Regions from separate parts of the Hordeum vulgare genome. Here all the other regions are linked to region 2. A link is a contact called in public Hi-C data. All regions are on one chromosome and are shown on one strand. Each heading gives the region's core, a stretch centred on a gene start, on an enhancer-like site or on the middle of the called end of the contact. The rest is flanking DNA. Distances are from core to core; before and after follow the strand shown.

The links. A called contact is a pair of places that touch in the nucleus more often than the background predicts.
Region 1: a contact with region 2 is called in a Hi-C map of leaf, with 4 times the contacts expected there. The contact joins the promoter of LOC123450658 here to the promoter of LOC123449126 in region 2. A contact is called at or near these places in 2 of 6 Hi-C or Micro-C datasets (leaf and seedling).
Region 3: a contact with region 2 is called in a Hi-C map of leaf, with 3 times the contacts expected there. The contact joins the promoter of LOC123449117 here to the promoter of LOC123449126 in region 2. A contact is called at or near these places in 2 of 6 Hi-C or Micro-C datasets (leaf and seedling).
Region 4: a Hi-C map of seedling shows a contact between it and region 2, with 10 times the contacts expected there. The contact joins the promoter of LOC123449121 here to the promoter of LOC123449126 in region 2. A contact is called at or near these places in 4 of 6 Hi-C or Micro-C datasets (leaf and seedling) and 1 of 1 datasets of contacts at active chromatin or transcription factors (embryo).

The regions. Positions count from the first base shown.
Region 1 is chr4H:496,852,124-496,854,823 of MorexV3_pseudomolecules_assembly, forward strand. LOC123450658 reads right to left here and starts at 1,282. Exons shown (of 9, transcript XM_045127799.1): 1 at 969-1,282; 2 at 760-934; 3 at 383-718. The coding sequence starts at 1,198.
Region 2 is chr4H:496,131,755-496,134,454 of MorexV3_pseudomolecules_assembly, forward strand. LOC123449126 (protein TPR3) reads left to right here and starts at 1,427. Exons shown (of 27, transcript XM_045126218.1): 1 at 1,427-1,468; 2 at 2,396-2,546; 3 at 2,645-2,700. The coding sequence starts at 2,467.
Region 3 is chr4H:495,247,341-495,250,040 of MorexV3_pseudomolecules_assembly, forward strand. LOC123449117 reads right to left here and starts at 1,364. Exons shown (of 6, transcript XM_045126209.1): 1 at 941-1,364; 2 at 646-810.
Region 4 is chr4H:495,573,517-495,576,216 of MorexV3_pseudomolecules_assembly, forward strand. It overlaps LOC123449121 (beta-galactosidase 6), which reads left to right and starts at 1,276. Exons shown (of 17, transcript XM_045126213.1): 1 at 1,276-2,222; 2 at 2,326-2,421. The coding sequence starts at 2,046.

The sequences.
Region 1 (2,700 bases), core at 32-2,531, 720 kb after region 2:
TACGAAGCAAAATGAATGAATATATAATATAAAGTATGTCTACATGCATCCGTATGTAGTCCTCTAGTAGAATCTCTAGAAAGACTTATATTTAAAAACGGAGGGAGTACTATTAAATAAGCAAACAAGAACTTTCTTAAGTGCACTCAATAAATTGACCCACAACCAACCAGCACCACAGGATTAGTCCGATAAATCAAAATCTAACCGTTATCATTAATCTAATCATAGTCTGGTGTACATTTAGCATTTTATCTTGGCTGACCGTACTCCACCAAGAGGAAAATCACGCATCCGCAGCCCCTCCCATCGCGCGATAGTTGCAGGAAAAAGGCGTCCGCAAAGACCAAAGACGCGTCCGTTTCCACGAAAAAGTAATCACCGTAAAAACGTGCCAAGAGGGGGAGGAGGAGTACCTTGAACGAGGATCTACGCGGCGGACCTCGCCGGCGCCGTCCTTGGGGAGGAGCGCGGAGACGGGCCGGTCGAGCGCGGCGGCGGGGCGCGCAAGCGCGTCGGGGGAGGAGCAGAGGAGGCAGAGGACGTCGGCGAAGCCGGCGCGTCCCATGACGGCGCCGCGTGCCGGGCCAATGGCGATGCAGGCGGTGGCGGCGGCGCGGGGCCCCTTGCGAACCGTGGCGGCGAGGTCGCCGGCGGCCACGAAGAGCGGGAGGGACCTCACGGCCGGCTTGCCGATGCAGAGGTCCGACACGTCATTGGCGCGAGCGCGTCGGGGGAGGAGCAGAGGAGGCAGAGGACGTCGGCGAAGCCGGCGCGTCCCATGACGGCGCCACGCGACGGGCCGACGGCGATGCAGGCGGCAGCGACGGGCCGACGGCGATGCAGGCGGCAGCGACGGAGCGGAGCCCCTTGCGGACCGTGGCGGCGAGGTCGCCGGCGGCCGCGGAGAGCGGGAGGGACCTCACGGCCAGCTTGCCGATGCAGAGGTCTGGCACGTCATTGGCGCGAGCGCGTCGGGGGAGGAGCAGGGGAGGCAGAGGACGTCGGCGAGTCCGGCGCGTCCCGCGACGACGCCGCGCGCCGGGCCGATGGCGATGCAGGAGGCGGCGGCGGCATGGGGCCCCTTGCGGACCGTGGCGGCGAGGTCGCCGGCGGCCGCGGAGAGCGGGAGGGACCTCACGACCGGCTTGCCAATGCAGAGGTCCGACACGTCATTGGCCAGGAGGCTCACTGCCATGCACTCGCGGGCGGGCCCTGTGCTTGTTTCGACGACGAAACCCTCATGCGGCGTGGAAGGGAAATTTTCAGGTTCACAAATGTTTCCTTTCTCTACACAATTATGAATCTTGTGTGTATCATCCTTTGGGTTTGTGTGGCTGCGGATAGGATTCAGAGTTAAATATAAAAGATGGTAGACTCATATCACCCTGTGGGTTTGGGTTTGTGCTGATAGGTACCATCAAAAGGTTGCATTACTGCTGCTACCCTTCGAATTGTGTCATCGTTCCTTCATAATTGTAATTTTTAATCCTTTGGGAATTTAGAATGCACGGGATGGTATTTCATCAAATATGATTTTTGGCTTGAACGCAGAGGTATGATTTGTAGGCTGGAAGAAACTTCATCCATATGTGATGGCCCACGAATAATTTATCGTATTTGTACAATGATTTGGATATACTGCAGATGTTTACTTGAACAAGTATGTTATCTGCCTTTATTATCCACATAGTGGTTCTAACAATACTCATGAGACAAATTTTATGGAACATGTTCTAACAATATCTTCAGGTAGAAACTCTGTTGCAGCGAATGTTATCATTTCCTACAGAAAGACAGATCGTTGGCTGTCATGAACTATTTCGGCTGGATGCGCAGTAGCCAACACACACATGAAACACTTTGAGATACATGCATATCTATAGTGCAACAACTTATGACCTAATGAAAGTGGGATGGACAGGAAAACATGTCTTTTTTAATTCCAACAGGCGATGGTGTGCTAGACGATGGAGATAATTTTTTGTTCACCACTCATCACATCTTTCAGACTTCCAACTGCTTATTCAGGTGAAGCACTCCTTCTACGTTTCTTATCTTTTTAGCTAATCCATCAAGATAGTTTGCAATTCAATGTTGTGATGACATTTTGATACTATTCTTCCCAATATAAAAGTCTGCAATATATACCTTGCCGTTGGTAGGGCTGGCTGGCGAGGGTTGTGATTTTGATGGTTGTTGTCAACGTTGAGCACTATATTATTCATGTGTTCAGTTATGACATACTAGCTTGTGTAATCAATCATTTCTAATCCAATTTTAGTATAAGTTACGACACAAAAATGATGCTTGTAATTATGTTATTTGTTATTTCTCAAATCAGCTGACAAAAATATTTTCATATTCATGAAACTCGATATCTAACAGTCATTTACATTGACCGGTATTTATTTTGCATTGAGATCAATCGGCACATGTTTCAGTCACTCGATGTCACCCGCTTTCTTACAATTTTTGATGTGAATTTGAATTCAATTTGCATCTTATGTTTTTTATGTTCCTCTTTCCTTCATTATGTTTTCATATGTTGTAATAACATGTAATTTTTGGTTTGTGAAGTATCAACGTAGGTATGGCATCAGCACCCCCTCCTACCCACAAACCCTTTGTCGCTAGGATCACATTCCAGCAGCAACAATGTCACATGTGATGGCCTCACGGAGCCACGCCGATGGTGGA
Region 2 (2,700 bases), core at 177-2,676:
ATCGCCGTGTCTCTCGTGCTCAACCCCTTTGAGTCGCCACCAAGGTGCGATGGCTCCAGTACTAAGTCCTTTCACGAGGACACCGGCCGTGACAAAACCACGACATAATGGAAAATGCTTACCATACCATGGGATCACTTGATCCCTCTCGGTACATCTTGTACGCTTCGTGTGTTGATCATCTTGATTTACTCTTTGTCTGAGATCTTGATCAACCTTGTGTCTCTATGACCATTCTTTGGATAATACCTTGAATACCATCTTGGTCATCATATAAACTCCTTGAACCCAACAGATGGACTTCAAAAAGTGCCTATGGATAAATCCTATAAATATAACTTAAGACAACCATTAGCCCATAGGAATTGTCATCAATTACCAAAACCACATATGGAGATATATGCTCTAACACCAGGAAACACCACGTCGACCTGAAGTGGAGAGGAAGGTCGGGGATTGGGGGTGGCGGCGACTGCGGCTCATGGCGGGGGTGGAGCAAGGGTAGCGAGGGATGGGGGGAGGCAACATATGATTTTGTTGGGGGGGGGGGTTTCTCCACCGTTTTTTACAGGGATAGAAAAATTGACGTGGAAATGATCGATGGGTGGGGGAGGGATGGTACGAAACGAACGACGTAGCAACTGCTTCTTTAGGACTAGAGATATGTGAGTTAGATAAGTTACTGTACTTCCTCCTTTCCTATTTTTTTTTGAGATATGATTTGGGGACTACACACGGAATAAAATAAATGAATCTATTTTCTAAAACATGTCTATATACATACGTACTCCCTCCGTCTCAAAATTCTTGTCTTAGCTTTGTCTAGAAATTAATGTATCTAAATACTAAAATTTGACTAGATACATTCATATCTAAATAAATCTAAGACAAGAATTTTGGGACGGAGGGAGTATGTAGTCTCTTAGTGAAACTTTTTTTTTTGTGCTTAATGAAATCTTTTAAAAAACTTATACTATTTAGGAATGGAGGGCGTATCATTTTTCTGGTTTTTTTAGTTTGTGTATGATTCTGTTAGGTAGTACTTGACTCGTGGAGTATCTATCTGTCTTAATAATAGCAAGAAATAGAAAAGGCCGATTTTCTTCCAGGGAAGAGCATTTAAAGGCGTCTTTTAGTCGTTGGGTACAGACTGGACACGTCTTCATTAAAAGCAAATCCAAACGCGGATTCCCTTGCGCTAATGGCGATGGAGCCCCACGGACCCTACCACTACCTCCCGTGTCCCCTTAACGTATCACATAGCGCTTATCGTATCTGATAAGCTAATATGCAGAACCTGATAACCGCACTAGCTTATCGATATGCAGCAGATCCTATCAGTGGCAATACGAGAATTTCCTATAAATAGGACCGCCGCGGTGGTTGCCCCATCCCTTGCCCTAGCCCCCAACAACCCAATTTCTCTCCCCACAGCTCTTCTCCGGTCCCTCTCCAGCCACAAAGCTCCGTAAGTGCAGCACAGCCTTTGCTTTTGCTTCTGTTCGGAATTACACAGTTGTTGGTTGGATATTTCGATTCGATCCTGGAATTTTTTTTTGGGGGGCAAAGGAATTCATCTTTTTTTTTTGCGAACCCTGGGCGAAGGAATTCTGTGTGTGTATATCCATGCCCAAAAGGATCCACATAAGGGTTGAAAAGGGGCCCTGGCTTTCCACGGGCCCGATTCCCCGCTTCAGATCTGCATTTCCGGCCGTGTTTCCCCACGCCGTGTTCAAAATTGTTGAGATACGTGCATACATACACATATGGTAGGTTTTGAAACAGATCTAGGGTTTGGGGCGAACGAACGAACGAACGCGTGCAGCGAACGTAAGGCGTAGTGTTTTCTTTTTCCTGTCCGTGTCTAATAACGATATGAAGATATTTTTATCCTGCACGTTCTCATATGTCGTCTGGGGAGTGTACGAGTAGTATATATAGACGCGCCGGGCGGGTGCCATTATCGTCTCGCCTCGTATAAATAGAGGAATTCTGCTCCCCACACCCCCTCCCCCTTGTTGACTTACGATACTGCCCCTTGCTCAGTCTCATCCTCCCGGCTCCCTCGGTCCTCTCGCGATAGGAGCCCCGCCCCACCCCGGCCGCCCCCGCCCCGCCCTCCCCGAATCGGAAGCCGCCGGATCTCCGCCGCCGGGCGCCCCGCCGCACCGTGCCGCCTCGAGCCCTCAGCCGGCCCCGCTCTGCTCGCCCCGGCGCCGGGCGGAGCGGAGGAGATCCGAGCCGGGCCCGGTTCCTTCCGCTGGTAAAAGCCCTAGCCCCCGCCTGGATCGATCTCGCCTTTGATCTGCTTTTTTTTTTTACCCGTGGCGTCGTGTTTCCGCCGCGGCTGCCGGTAATCGGGGACTGAGCCTGGAATCCGAATCTTATTCTGCAGTGGGGGGTCCTGCGCCCCCATAGGCTAGGTTTACAGCCCCCCTGGGTGGGTGAGGAGTAGGCGAAGCGAGGATGTCTTCTCTCAGCCGGGAGCTCGTCTTCCTCATCCTGCAGTTCCTCGATGAGGAGAAGTTCAAGGAGACCGTCCACAAGTGAGTGATTTTTTTTTCAAACTCAACGAAAAAAGAGACAGAAATTTGCGCTCTTCGTTTGTATTGTGTGCTCAGTCGGAGCTCTTGGTGCTGTTTAGGCTTGAGCAGGAGTCTGGGTTCTACTTCAACATGAAGTACTTCGAGGACGAGGTGA
Region 3 (2,700 bases), core at 114-2,613, 880 kb before region 2:
ATAGGGTTAAGTGAAAGGTGTCAGGAAAATCGTCTAGGGGGTACAAGAACAGGAGCCAGGCATCTTTTTATCAGAGTTAACCACAGGATCAGATGACGGAGTTCATTGCTACCATAATATGAAAATCGTTCAGAAAATGTGTGGAGATAAAGGATTGGCCCATTTCAAAGAGCTACTCCACATCATGATTACTCGTAAGACATATTGATGATGCAGCATTGCATAGGTAAGTAGAAGCACTTTGTTGCCCTGTCAGAGCTCTAGGAACCACACAAGCAACAATTTTCTAATAATCGCAAAGTACTACAGTATATTTTTACCATTCGAAATTAGAATACTTGGTCATAAATGTCAATGGCTGGCATTCAGAAACTGAGTTAGGCATGCAAAGTTTCTGTTAAACGATTTCAGTTTAAGCCACATGGTTCTAAGTTGAGTATGACTTTTGGTTGAATTGTCCAGGAAACTTATTAGAGGTAAAAACAAACTTGGCACTATTTAAAGATACACTTTCTCCTTCTCTTCTTCGGAGCTTTTGAGCCCCTTTTCTCCTTTTATGGAACTTTTTTACTGTTGAATGTTTACTTCCATTGATGACCGTACTAACAAGGACCTGCACTAGTAACGGTCTAGTATGAACCTTACTCTGGTACAAAGTAGCACGTGATCCTCCGGCGCAGCCGCCTCACCACAAGTTCTTATTATGGACAGACACGGAACTGATCGAACACTCAAAACTGTTCTAATGATTGAGTCCATGCGCGGCAACAAAAAATTCCATTTATAGGCATGCATGAAACGGAAGTACTCCTATATATCACGGACAATAAAGCAAGAAAGCGATTAACTTGAGCCCAGATAGGACTAGAACAACAACATCACAACAAAAGTTAAAAAAAAAAAACAGAAAGCCTTTTATGTGGAGGAACTCGGCACGCACCTGTGCTCCCGATAATCCCGAAACCAGCGCAGGAAAACCGATGGGCCAGGAACCAAGAAACGAACAGCCCGAGCGGTTGCACCCAGGTGGTGGATACGGCAGGTGGTGGGGGCGGTCAAATCGAGCCCAGGCGCGACGACCAGATCAGTACGGAACGCCAGGAAGAAGGAGAGGAGGCGGAGGAAGAAGAAGATGAAGCGCGGAAGGGAGGGGATGGATTGGGCGTGGAGAAGTCGCGGCGACTGCTCATCGTTAGCATTAGGGAAAGGGATCGCCGGTGGGATTAGTGTGGATGGATGAGGAGAATTCGGGAGGAATTTTTTTTTGGATTAAAGAAAGGAGACGGCCGGGACGCGAGTGGGGGAGGGAGACGGCGAAGGTGGTGGTGGTGGATGAGGCCGGATCTTCGGAGGGCGGAACGGACGGCGGAGCGTCGAGCGCGCGGGAGCGGCGGAGGGCGGGGATCTCGAGATGTTCGTGCGTATCCGCCCGCCCAACGGCCCAACCGTCCAAGTGGATAAACAACTCACGGTGAGGCGGGCCGTGATGCTGACGTGGGGGGCTGGGGACCCATTTACCAGGGACGCTGTTTGTGCCGGGGAGGGGACTGGATGAGCGTCGCCGTTGCGTCCTTCTCATCATCCGGCGGCCGTGCTCTTTTCCGTCTTGGAAAGAAAGTTGTGGGTTTTGTTTCAAAAATCAACCCAGTTTTGCGACCTTCCATGGAAACAAAAATACTCAGAGCATCTCCTATTGTTCTCATATTTAAATGCATGAATGGCTGTGTCTATTTGTGTTAAAAAAAATAGTTATCGTATTTAAGGCATCTAAAAAGATGTTGTACACATATTGCACACATACAAAGAAACCACATGTATACATATTGCACGCACACAAAATACTAAATACATTTCAAATGAGTCCAAAACGAACAACAAATTACTCCCTCGTGTCAAAAAAAAGTCTTATATTTTGAGAAGAGTGGGTATTACATAGTTTGGCAAATTATTACATAGTGCATCAAATCCATATAACATAAATTGTTTATCAAGGTGAACAACAACGATCAACACACAATACAACAAAGTTCATCACACAAATGCAACAAGCATTACTCATATAAAGGATGTAGGAGTACCCACCACCTAGGGCGCCTCGCAGGCGGAGAGGCTCGCCTAGCCGTCTGTTGCCGGGTGGCATGCCGCAAGGACTTCTCAAGAGAGATCTGATCTTTTCGGACGGCTCATGCCCAGGCGACACGGCTGGAGGGTCCATGACGGGTGGACCAGCCAACGCGCTCGGGGCCATCGTCATTGGGTGGCTTCATCGCGTGGACTCTCACGCATGTGAGCGTGTTCGAACCTGCTTGTCGATGTCTTGGATTCGTCCGATCGCGCCAGGGAGGAGCTTCTCGGGACAACTTTGCGTCATCTGATCTGCCCCGATGTCACGCGTCCGGGTGACCCGATGATACGCCCATTTTGCATCATGTTTTCTCAATGATATTTATTGTATTTTGGATCGTTATTTCACTTTATGATGCAATCCTAATGCCCTTTCTTTCTTAATTTGCAAGTTTCACACACAAGAGGGAGATTGTTGGCAGCTGAAATTCTAGACCGAAAAGGGTTATAGAAGAGTTGAATATTGTCTCAAACTCCAAATGACCTTTAAATTTTGGAGAAATATTTTGGAATATACAAAAACACTGGCGAAGGAATTACTAGAGGAGGATCCGCGAGGGTGTCACGAGCCGATGT
Region 4 (2,700 bases), core at 26-2,525, 560 kb before region 2:
GGCCCGTGCAGGAGAGATGGGTTCTTCGAACAGATCTGGGTAAAAGCTTGCTTTCGGCTACTGCCAAAGCCGGCGATGGCGGCGTTGTCTACGTCATTTCCTTCCTGAAGGCATCGCTGAGGAGAAGTTCAAGGCCACTCTTTGCTACCTTCGGGGGAAACCCTAGATCAGTAGATTGGATGGCGGCGATGCTCTGGTGTTGTTTCCCTCTTGGGGGCGTCATTCATGGAGGTACACACGGGCTCGAGGGATCATTGGGCGGCATCAACGATGGAGCGGCGTTCCTTGTGACACATTGATGTCGTGGAGTCTCGGCGGCGAGGCGCAGCAAAGTCTCGACGACGGATGCGTGATGATGAGCGCGCGTTGGGAGGAGGCGTTGTCTGGCACCGTGGGGGCATCGACGGCAGGCCCTGCAAGGTCGATGCGTCAGTAACTCTTCTGAAGATGGATTGATGGAAAGCGGCGGCGACAACCTATGAGGGTGCGTTGGACCGGTTTGTGCCCCTGACCCGGTATGTGGCTCGGTCGGGGCCTTCGGCTTTAGATGTTAGGCTAGGTGAGAGGTCTGGGTATGTGGCTTACACTTTCTGCACCCCTTCATCATTGGATAGGAGTAGCGACAGATATTGCCAAGAGAACGGCTTCAGATATATTGATGTATTGCTTTATAAGATATTTGTGAATAATTAATAAAATGGCTGCATGCATCTTCCAGATGCACATGCCTGGGGTCATCCTCCTTTAAAAAAAATCCCTACGCACGGCAGCGACAACTGGCTCCTGTCTACAGCTCGCCGCGTCATCATCTTCCACTTCCACTGCTCCAAAATTAAGCCACCACTTTCCACCCTCGCCATTTCCATTTTTCTAGCACAAGATAAGAAACGAAAAGGAGATGGATCCTTCGCCGCGGGACAGTCCAGGACGCCGGCAGTGCAGCATATGATACGCGCGCGGGGACGGGGAAGCGACAAGGCCGTTCTAGACCTGAGCGGCAGACGTGGTACAACTAGCGCTACGTGCTGGTAACGGGGCTGGGGATCGACAAGCGACAACGCCGGCCGGTCACCGCACACGACCCCTGTCGGTGTAGCTAGCCGGCCCCATTTTCTATCTTTCTTTGCGAGGCCAATGCCAAGAGCACATGCCCGGAGGCGTACGGCGAGGGGGAATACTAAACGCTCTCTGCAGCAAGTAAAAAAAAGAAGAGGGGGGTGTAATTTTCAGCGAGGGAGAAAAGAGGGTGAGAGGCAGCAAGGAAGGAAGATGCTTGCATTACTCCCGCGGCCCACCCATCAATCATCCACGCCGTGTGTACCACCGAACCATCACGCCGCCGCCATTAACTACTGCTGCTAGCAACTCGCAGCAGGAGTAAATTCTTTCTCCCTCCCGTCTATCCGATCCGATCCAGTTCAATCTCGTTTTCTCATCGCGATCGCGCACCCCAGGTGTCCGCCATTGTTGCCGTTGCTTGCAAGCAGCAGCAAAACCGGACGCCCGGGGCAGGTCAAGAGCAGGGAAGATCCACGAGAGAGAACACGGCCACACTCCACACCCACCCCATTGCCTGCCGCGAGCGCGCAAAAAAGCCTTTTTAATCGCGGTGGGAGAAGGAGGAGGGGCACGGCACCACCACCACCACCGCATCCACAAACCACAAGACCACAAGGAACAAACAAAGCGAGAAAGCGAGGTGCATTTCGTTTGTGCCCTGCCCATGGGGTGTATATTAAACCACCAGTAGTGTCTCTGGTGTGTGTGCGCTCTGCTGCTCCGTTAAAATCCCATTTCGCCTGGGAAGCCAAGCCACACACCGAGGCACCGAGCTAGCAGCAGCAGCAGCAGCCTCCGGCTTCTCTCCTCTCTTTCTTTTTCTTTTCTCTCACCGCCCCCCACCGAGCAACTCCAGCTGCTGCTCGTCGCCCTCACTCCACTCCACGTCCACCGCGCTACTAGCTCGGCTAGTACACCGAACGCCATCATCCCACGAACAAGGTGCAGTCCTTGTCGCTGTTTCTTCTCAGGAGAGCGACAAAGCAATGGCGGCCGTCGGCAGGCTGCCGAGCGCGGCGGCGGCCCTGCTGCTCGCGCTGCTCTGCCTGGCGGGGACGTCGGCGGCGACCAACGTGACGTACGACCACCGCGCGCTGGTCATCGACGGCGTGCGCCGCGTGCTCGTCTCCGGCTCCATCCACTACCCGCGGAGCACCCCCGACGTACGTCCGGCTCTCTTTTGCTTTCTTTCTTTCTCGTCTGTGCGTGGCCTCTCCCTACTCTCTTCTCCGAGGATAGCTCAACACTGGCTGGCGTTGATTGCAGATGTGGCCGGGGCTGATGCAGAAGGCCAAGGACGGCGGCCTGGACGTGGTCGAGACGTACGTCTTCTGGGACGTCCACGAGCCCGTCCGGGGACAGGCACGTTCTCCACTCCATACCGGCCATCAACCTCTCTCTCTCTCTCTCTCTTGCTGCTGTGCTATTTTCTCTAGTGTCATACTACTTTCGTTTCTCCTTTTCTCAAATCATCTCCTCCAGCTGGTCGTCATGTCATGTGTGAAAGGGCAGTGCTTGCTTCCCCTGCACCCTATGCTTTATTCTTCCCACTCGCTCCCAAGCTCTCTTTAATTACTTACCGATCGTACACTGTCGTCTATCATGAGCTCCCTTCGAACTAGTGACATTTTGCATAGTAAA